Linked DNA regions of Sus scrofa: region 2 is linked to region 1. Evidence: chromatin contacts called from public HiChIP or PLAC-seq data. All regions are on one chromosome and are shown on one strand. Each heading gives the region's core, a stretch centred on a gene start, on an enhancer-like site or on the middle of the called end of the contact. The rest is flanking DNA. Distances are from core to core; before and after follow the strand shown. Region 1 overlaps LOC102163816 (a long non-coding RNA gene). Region 2 has its middle 8.5 kb from the start of CDC42EP2.

Region 1 (3,196 bases), core at 480-2,979:
TCCCGTCATGGCGCGGTGGTTAACGAATCCCGACTAGGAACCATGAGGTTTCGGGTTCGATCCCTGGCCTTGCTCAGTGGGTGGTGTAGGTTGCAGACGTGGCTCGGCTCAGATCCCGCGTTGCTGTGGCTCTGGAGTAGGCCGGTGGCTACAGCTCCGATTCGACCCCTAGCCTGGGAACCTCCATATTCCACGGGAGCGGCCCAAGAAATAGCAAAAAGACAAAAAAAAAAGAAAAGAAATACATCAAAACTAATTGTGGTAACTAACTCCATTAAGCTGAAGTCTCAAAGTTGATTAGCCAAGTAGGTTACAAAAACAAGTATAACAGGTCAGGTATATCCAGGGGGGAAAAAAAAACCAGAACCACTTGAGCTTAATATTTTATTGAACCACAGTGTAAGCATATAATGTACAAAATGTATAGTACTGGCTATTTCAAAGATAAAATTTAGAAATACATGTTGAAAAATACAAATCTTTAATTGTTAAAATTTTCTTTCATCATCTGTTACTCCTTTGACTTGGATCAGAGCCCTGACATCTTTTTCTCTGCATCTTGGTGGTCTCATATTTCAAGTTGCAATGTGTAGAATTCAATCTTGCTTTGGGAGCAAAATTTAGCTTTACTCAATTTCCTAACAAAAAACAGCCGTTCACAGACACAGATACTTCCCAATATGGACAGAAACTTTGCTCAATGGTTTCTATATCTACAGTAACTCTTGCTGAGGTACTTGGAGAACTCTGGTATTCTGACGTCATCACACTTCGTTTTCAGGACTGTAGACACTGAAGCTCAATAACTTCCATTTGCAATTTTTTTTTTCTTTTTTTTTTTTGTCTTTTGTCTTTTTAGTGTGGCACCTGCAGCATATGGAGGTTCCCAGGCTAGGGGTCGAATCAGAGCTGTAGCCACCAGCCTATGCCACAGGCACAGCAACACATATCCGAGCTGCACCTGCGACCTACACCACAGCTCACAGCAATGCTGGATCCTTAACCCACTGAGCGAGGCCCAGGATCGAACCCACAACACTCATGTTTCCTGGTTGGATTCGTTAACCACTGAGACACGACAGGAACAACCTTATCTTCAGCAGTGAGGCCTTCCAGGGAGGCTACATGGGCCTGGGAAGGAAAGGGAGAGTGGAGAGTGTTCTCTGAGGAAGCCACAGGAGGACTGGCAAAGGGCGGACGGCTCAGGGATACTCTATTAGCTCTACCTTGATCTGGGCAACTGTCTCCAGGCCGGTCACTTCAAGAGCATGCAGCTCCCAGACGTGGACAAACAGCTGTATCTTGGCGACCTGACAGAGAAGAGTGAGGTCAGGAGCGGGGAGACGTAGGGTGAGAGGGGTGGGAGTACAGGACAGTTCTTGGGTCCGAAGGGCGCTTGTGCAGCGGACCGCATTCTTAGGAGAATCGTGAGGCAGAGCTGGCCAGAGCCCGTACGAGGGGCACAAGCGGGGCAGGTCAGGACCTGCTTCCTGGTCCTCGGAGCCCTGCAGCCGTCAGTCCCTCAGGTTTCACGGTTCCGTTCTACCAGGATCTTACCTGGACCCTGTCTCGCGACGCCGCTGTAACCGTGGAAACACAATTCAGAAGCGGGCGCGAACATATCCGCCACTAGGGGCGCAGTGCGTCCCTGCCGCGAGCCTTCTCACGCCTTCCACTGGGGCCACACCCCCTCCTTTTGCCACGCCCCTCCACGATCTGCGCAGGCGCGGGCACCGGCCTGGGCGCCGAGGCTTTCGGAGGGGTTGGCCAAGGTGGCTGCGCGCGTGTTCCGTCCGGCACTTGGTGAGCTGGAAAGTTGGCTCCCTGCCCGACTGTGGACCGCGGGAAATGATGGGAGCCGCTAGGTCTAGCACTCTTAGGAAGGCCCAGATTTTTGTCGGGACCTCGGAACAATGAGTTTTTCTCCTTCAAGATGACATTTTTTAAAAGCAGAGACAGGGTTTTGGGGCGCACAGGGTAGACGGTATGACGTGGCTTCAGGTGTGGCTAGCAGAGGTTTTCGCCCAGGATGGGGAGGCGGCGGAGGTCACAGTTGGCCGCAGCTACTGAAAGCACATTTGGTGCGGCTGCCTTATTTCACTTAGGCAGGGGGAAGGAGGCAGGTGTGGAGGTGAAACTGCCCGGATCGGTGGGTCCCAGAGCCTCGGTGCCCCAGCTTTGCAGTCCCTTTCTTGTAACCTTCAGGCCTAGTCCAGCACTGGACTCTGGTTCTGGAAAGAGAAATACTCGAAGAGCGTCCTTAAGGCAGAATAGTTAAGTTACAAATTGTAGAAAAAAAATCTACAACTCAGAATTTAACCCTCCCCAGCCCTAAATTTCAGTGAAGCTGGGTAAAAATAACTAGGTAAGTTGGTCCCAGAAAAATAGACTTAAATATTGAAAACTTTAAATCTTGGCCTTGTGTAATGGTTCAGACTTTGTAGCCAGACCGAGTTCAAATCTCAGCTCCGTTCTGTATGACTTATAATGTTATGACCTTGGACAAGTCACATGATCTTTGTACCTCAGTTTTCTTTTTCTTTTTGACTTTTTAGGGCCATACCTGCAGCATATGGAAGTTCCCAGGCTAGGGGTCGAATAGGAGCTATAGGTGCCAGCCTACTCCACAGCCACTGCAATGCAGGATCTGAGCCTGATCTATACCACAGCTCATGGGAACATGGGACCCTTAACCCACTGAATGGGGCCAGGGATTGAACCCATGTCCTCATGGATACTAGTTAGGTTCATTACCACTGAGCCAGGACGGGAACTTCTGCAGTTAGCTTCTTTAACCCACTGTGCCACAGCGGGAACTCCTCATCCCTTTTTTTCTTCCTTGCTATGCCAGCAGCATCCCAGAGCCCTCAAAGCACATACTGTGTCCCATCCTTTATTTGGGAGTGGAGGTGTTGAGAGTGTGCCATGGCTTGTAGAAGTTCCTGGGCCAGGGATCAAACCTGCACCATAGCAGTGACAACACTGGGTCCTTAACCCACTGTGCCCCCAGGGAACTCCTGCTGTGTCTTGAGTGCTAGCACCTCCACTCCATGTGAGCCCAGGATATGGGGGTAGCGTGAAGGCTCTCGGGGACCTCCAGGTGCACTGTGAGGACAATAGCATCCAGCACCTTTGCCCTTGGCATTGGTGGAAGAGCCCACTCCCACACCTCATGGTCTGCTGAACCTGTGGTTGG
Region 2 (3,196 bases), core at 335-2,834, 110 kb after region 1:
GGGGGCATGGAGCTGGGGAGGAGCAGCAGTTTCAAGGACCCAGGACAAGCATGTCCCCCTCTCGTGGCCACTCTGGCTTCCCCTCATGTCCAGCATGAGGTGCTGCCTTCCAGCTGGATGAAGCTGTAGGGAAGGTGTCCTTTTTCTGGTCATCCCCTCCCAGGCAGATGGGGACAAGCCACCCAAGCACTGAGAGGAAGCCTGCAGGCCAGAGGATGCTGGCCCTTCCGCTCCCCACCCTTTGCCTCCACGTGTGAGCAGGGCCTGAAGCTGAACCCCTGTGGGAGGAGAGGGGTGCAGTGGAGTACAAGCTCTGGGGTCTCCCAGACCTGGGTTCAAATCTCACTGGAGATAGTGCAACACCTACTCTTTAAATTATGGCAAACTTTTCAGTTTAGAAGTTCTCGTTTGATCCCTGGCCTTGTTCAGTGGGTTAGGGATCCAGCGTTGCCATGAGCTGTGGTGTAGGTTGCAGACACGGCTCAGATCCCTGCGTTGCTGTGGCTGTGGCGTAGGCCGGCGGCTACAGCTCTGATTGGACCCCTAGCCTGGGAACCTCCATATGCCGCGGGAGTGGCCCAAGAAATGGCAAAAAGACAAAAAAAAAAAGTTCCTGTCATGGCTCAGAGAGTTAAGAACCCGACTAATATCCATGAGGATGCAGGTCTGAGCCTTGGCCTTGCTCAGTGGATTAAAAATTTGGATGCCACAAGCTGTGTTGCAGGTTGCAGATGCAGCTCGGCATTGCTATAGCTACAGTGTAGCCCAGCAGCCACAACTCTACCTCAAAACCCCTAGCCTGGGAATTTCCATGCCGCAGATATGACCCTAAAAAGAAAACAAACAAACAAAAAATTAAGGAGTTCCCTGGTGACCTGGCAGTTAAAGAATCAGATGTTGTCACTGCCGTGGCTCTGGTGACTTCTGTGGCACAGGTTCCATCCCTGGCCTGATACTTCCACAAAAAAAGTTTAGTAGAAATGTAACATTGGGCAGCTTCTATGGAAAATGGCAGTTTCCGCAAGAAATTTAATATAGAATGATCATATGATTCAACAATTCCACTTCTGTGTGTATACACAAAAGAAATGAAAGCAAGGACTCAGATGTTTGTACACCCATGTTCACAGCAGCAATATTCACAAGTGCCAAGAGGTAGAAGCAAGCCAGGTGTCCATTGATGGATGAGTGGAAAAACAAAATGTGGAATATACACACAATGGAATATTATTCAGCCTGTAAAAAGAAGGAAATTTCAGGGCACCCATTGTGGCTTGGTGGGTTCCAAACCCAACTGGTATCCATGAGGATGTGGGTTTGATCCCTGGCCTCGCTCAGTGGGTGAGAGGATCTGGCATTGCTGTGAGCTGCAGTGTATGTCATAGACTCGGCTCGGATGTGGCGTTGCGGTGGCTGTGGTGTAGGTCGGCAGCTGCAGCTCTGATTCAACCCCTAGCCTGGAACTGCCATATACCGTGGATGTGGCCCTTAAAAAATAAATAAATAAATAAAAAAGAAGAAAAAATAAAAGGAAATTTCAAGACATGTTACAGCATGGATAAACCTTGAAGACATTATGCTAAGTGAAATCAGGCAGTCAGAAAAAGACAAATACTGTATGATTCCACTCATATCAGGTCCCTAGGGTGGGCAAATTCGCAAAGACAGAAAGTAGAAGGGTGGGTGCGGGGCACTGGGAGGAAGAATGGGGAGTTAGTGTTTAATGGATACAGAGTTTCACGCTGGGAGGATGCCCAAAGCTTTGAAAATGGATGGTGGGGATGTTTGCAGAATAACACAAATGTCCTTCATGCCTCTGAACCACGCACTTAAAAATGGTTAAAATGGACAATTTTATTTATGTTTTACCACAATTAAAAAAAAAAAAAAAAAAGCACGCACACACCCCCGCCCCCAAAAGGCAGTGTGGCCAAGAAAAATATCTCCTGGTCTAATTCTGCCTCTGCCTCTAGTATGACATCTCTGCCTAGAGGCAGGAAAGGCTGGAGGTGAGGTGGAGTCTGAGATTTGTAGGGTGGAGAGGATGGGACACAAACAGCGGAGAATGGAAGAGGGCATCAGTGGGGCCAGCGCCTGCCTCCAGACCCCAAGCCCCACCTCAGCCACCTTCCCCTCCTCTCTGTCCCCACTGTCCCCAAGCAGGGCCAGGTCTCTTCCCGTATCGGCTTGTTCCTCTTTGACTTTTGGTCCATCTCCCACTTGGCCTGGGCGGTGCCCTTTCTAAAACCTGGGTCTGACCATGTGTGTCTCCTGCTTAAGCTCTTTCAGCAGCTCCCATGGCCTCAGCTTCAGCCTTGCAAGCAAACTCCAAGCCATTGTTTTCTGGCTTCGCAGTCTTGCCTTTTCCAGGCCCCAGGTTCCTTTACGTTACACACTGTAACTTTTCGGGGGGGCTCCACCTGCGCTATGAGGCAGTTCCTGGGCCAGGGATTGCACCTGCACCTTGGCAGTGACAACACCAGATCCGTAACCACTTGGCCGCCAGGGAAACCCCACAGTAACTATTTTTGAATACCTTCCACGTGCAAATTAATAAATATTATCCCAATTTTCTCAACAACCCTGCAAGGTAGGTATCATTGACACTACTTTTTTTTTTTTCTTTCTTTCCTGGCTGCTCCGTGGCACATGGAGTTCCTGGCCAGGGATTAGATCCAAACCATAGTTGTGACCTAAGCCACAGCTGCGGCCATGCCAGATCCTTAACCCACTGTGCTGGGCCTGGGATTGAACCTGCACCCCAGGGCTCCTAAGATGCCGCCAATCCCCTTGTGCCACAGTGGAACTCCCCACTGACTCCACTTTAGAGATGGGGAAACTGAGTCTCACACAGACTTGGTGGGCCTGGGGGACCTAGGCTCCCATTAGGAGCCTATGTTGGCTCCTTTGTCCTTCTCTCGGGTGCCTCAGTGCCTTTGCTTATGCATGAGCACAAATCTGTGAGCCGTCCGCAGATCACCACGCAGCACCCCTGTCCCAGACCTTCCCCAGCACCACGTTTCCTTCAGCGTTCAACACTGTTAGAAATGCCCCAGCACCTGGAGCTGCCGAGTGCATACAGAGGCTCCAAGAGCAGCACCGATGAGATGGCTCCACTGATGAATGCGGTCGGATCCCCCCCCAGCCCCGGGCCCAGCCCGCCCTCCCCTGTGCTCCCTCAGTCCTCTGATGCTGG

The links. HiChIP or PLAC-seq counts read pairs in DNA pulled down with a chosen protein or histone mark.
Region 2: an H3K27ac HiChIP or PLAC-seq map of alveolar macrophages shows a contact between it and region 1. The contact joins two enhancer-like sites. A contact is called at or near these places in 4 of 47 Hi-C or Micro-C datasets (alveolar macrophages, differentiating spermatogonia, liver and 1 more) and 1 of 2 datasets of contacts at active chromatin or transcription factors (alveolar macrophages).

The regions. Positions count from the first base shown.
Region 1 is chr2:6,784,447-6,787,642 of Sscrofa11.1, forward strand. The region is part of intron 2 of LOC102163816 (a long non-coding RNA gene); the gene reads left to right. Among named protein-coding and RNA genes, the nearest start is that of SCYL1, 53 kb to the left of the region's middle. Within about 2 kb of position 1,730, at least 36 of the 83 cell types and tissues checked have an H3K27ac peak or open chromatin away from gene starts, as enhancers often do. A contact at or near this core is called in alveolar macrophages, where this site is marked.
Region 2 is chr2:6,893,982-6,897,177 of Sscrofa11.1, forward strand. No RefSeq gene overlaps it. Among named protein-coding and RNA genes, the nearest start is that of CDC42EP2, 8.5 kb to the right of the region's middle. Within about 2 kb of position 1,585, at least 1 of the 83 cell types and tissues checked has an H3K27ac peak or open chromatin away from gene starts, as enhancers often do. A contact at or near this core is called in alveolar macrophages, where this site is marked.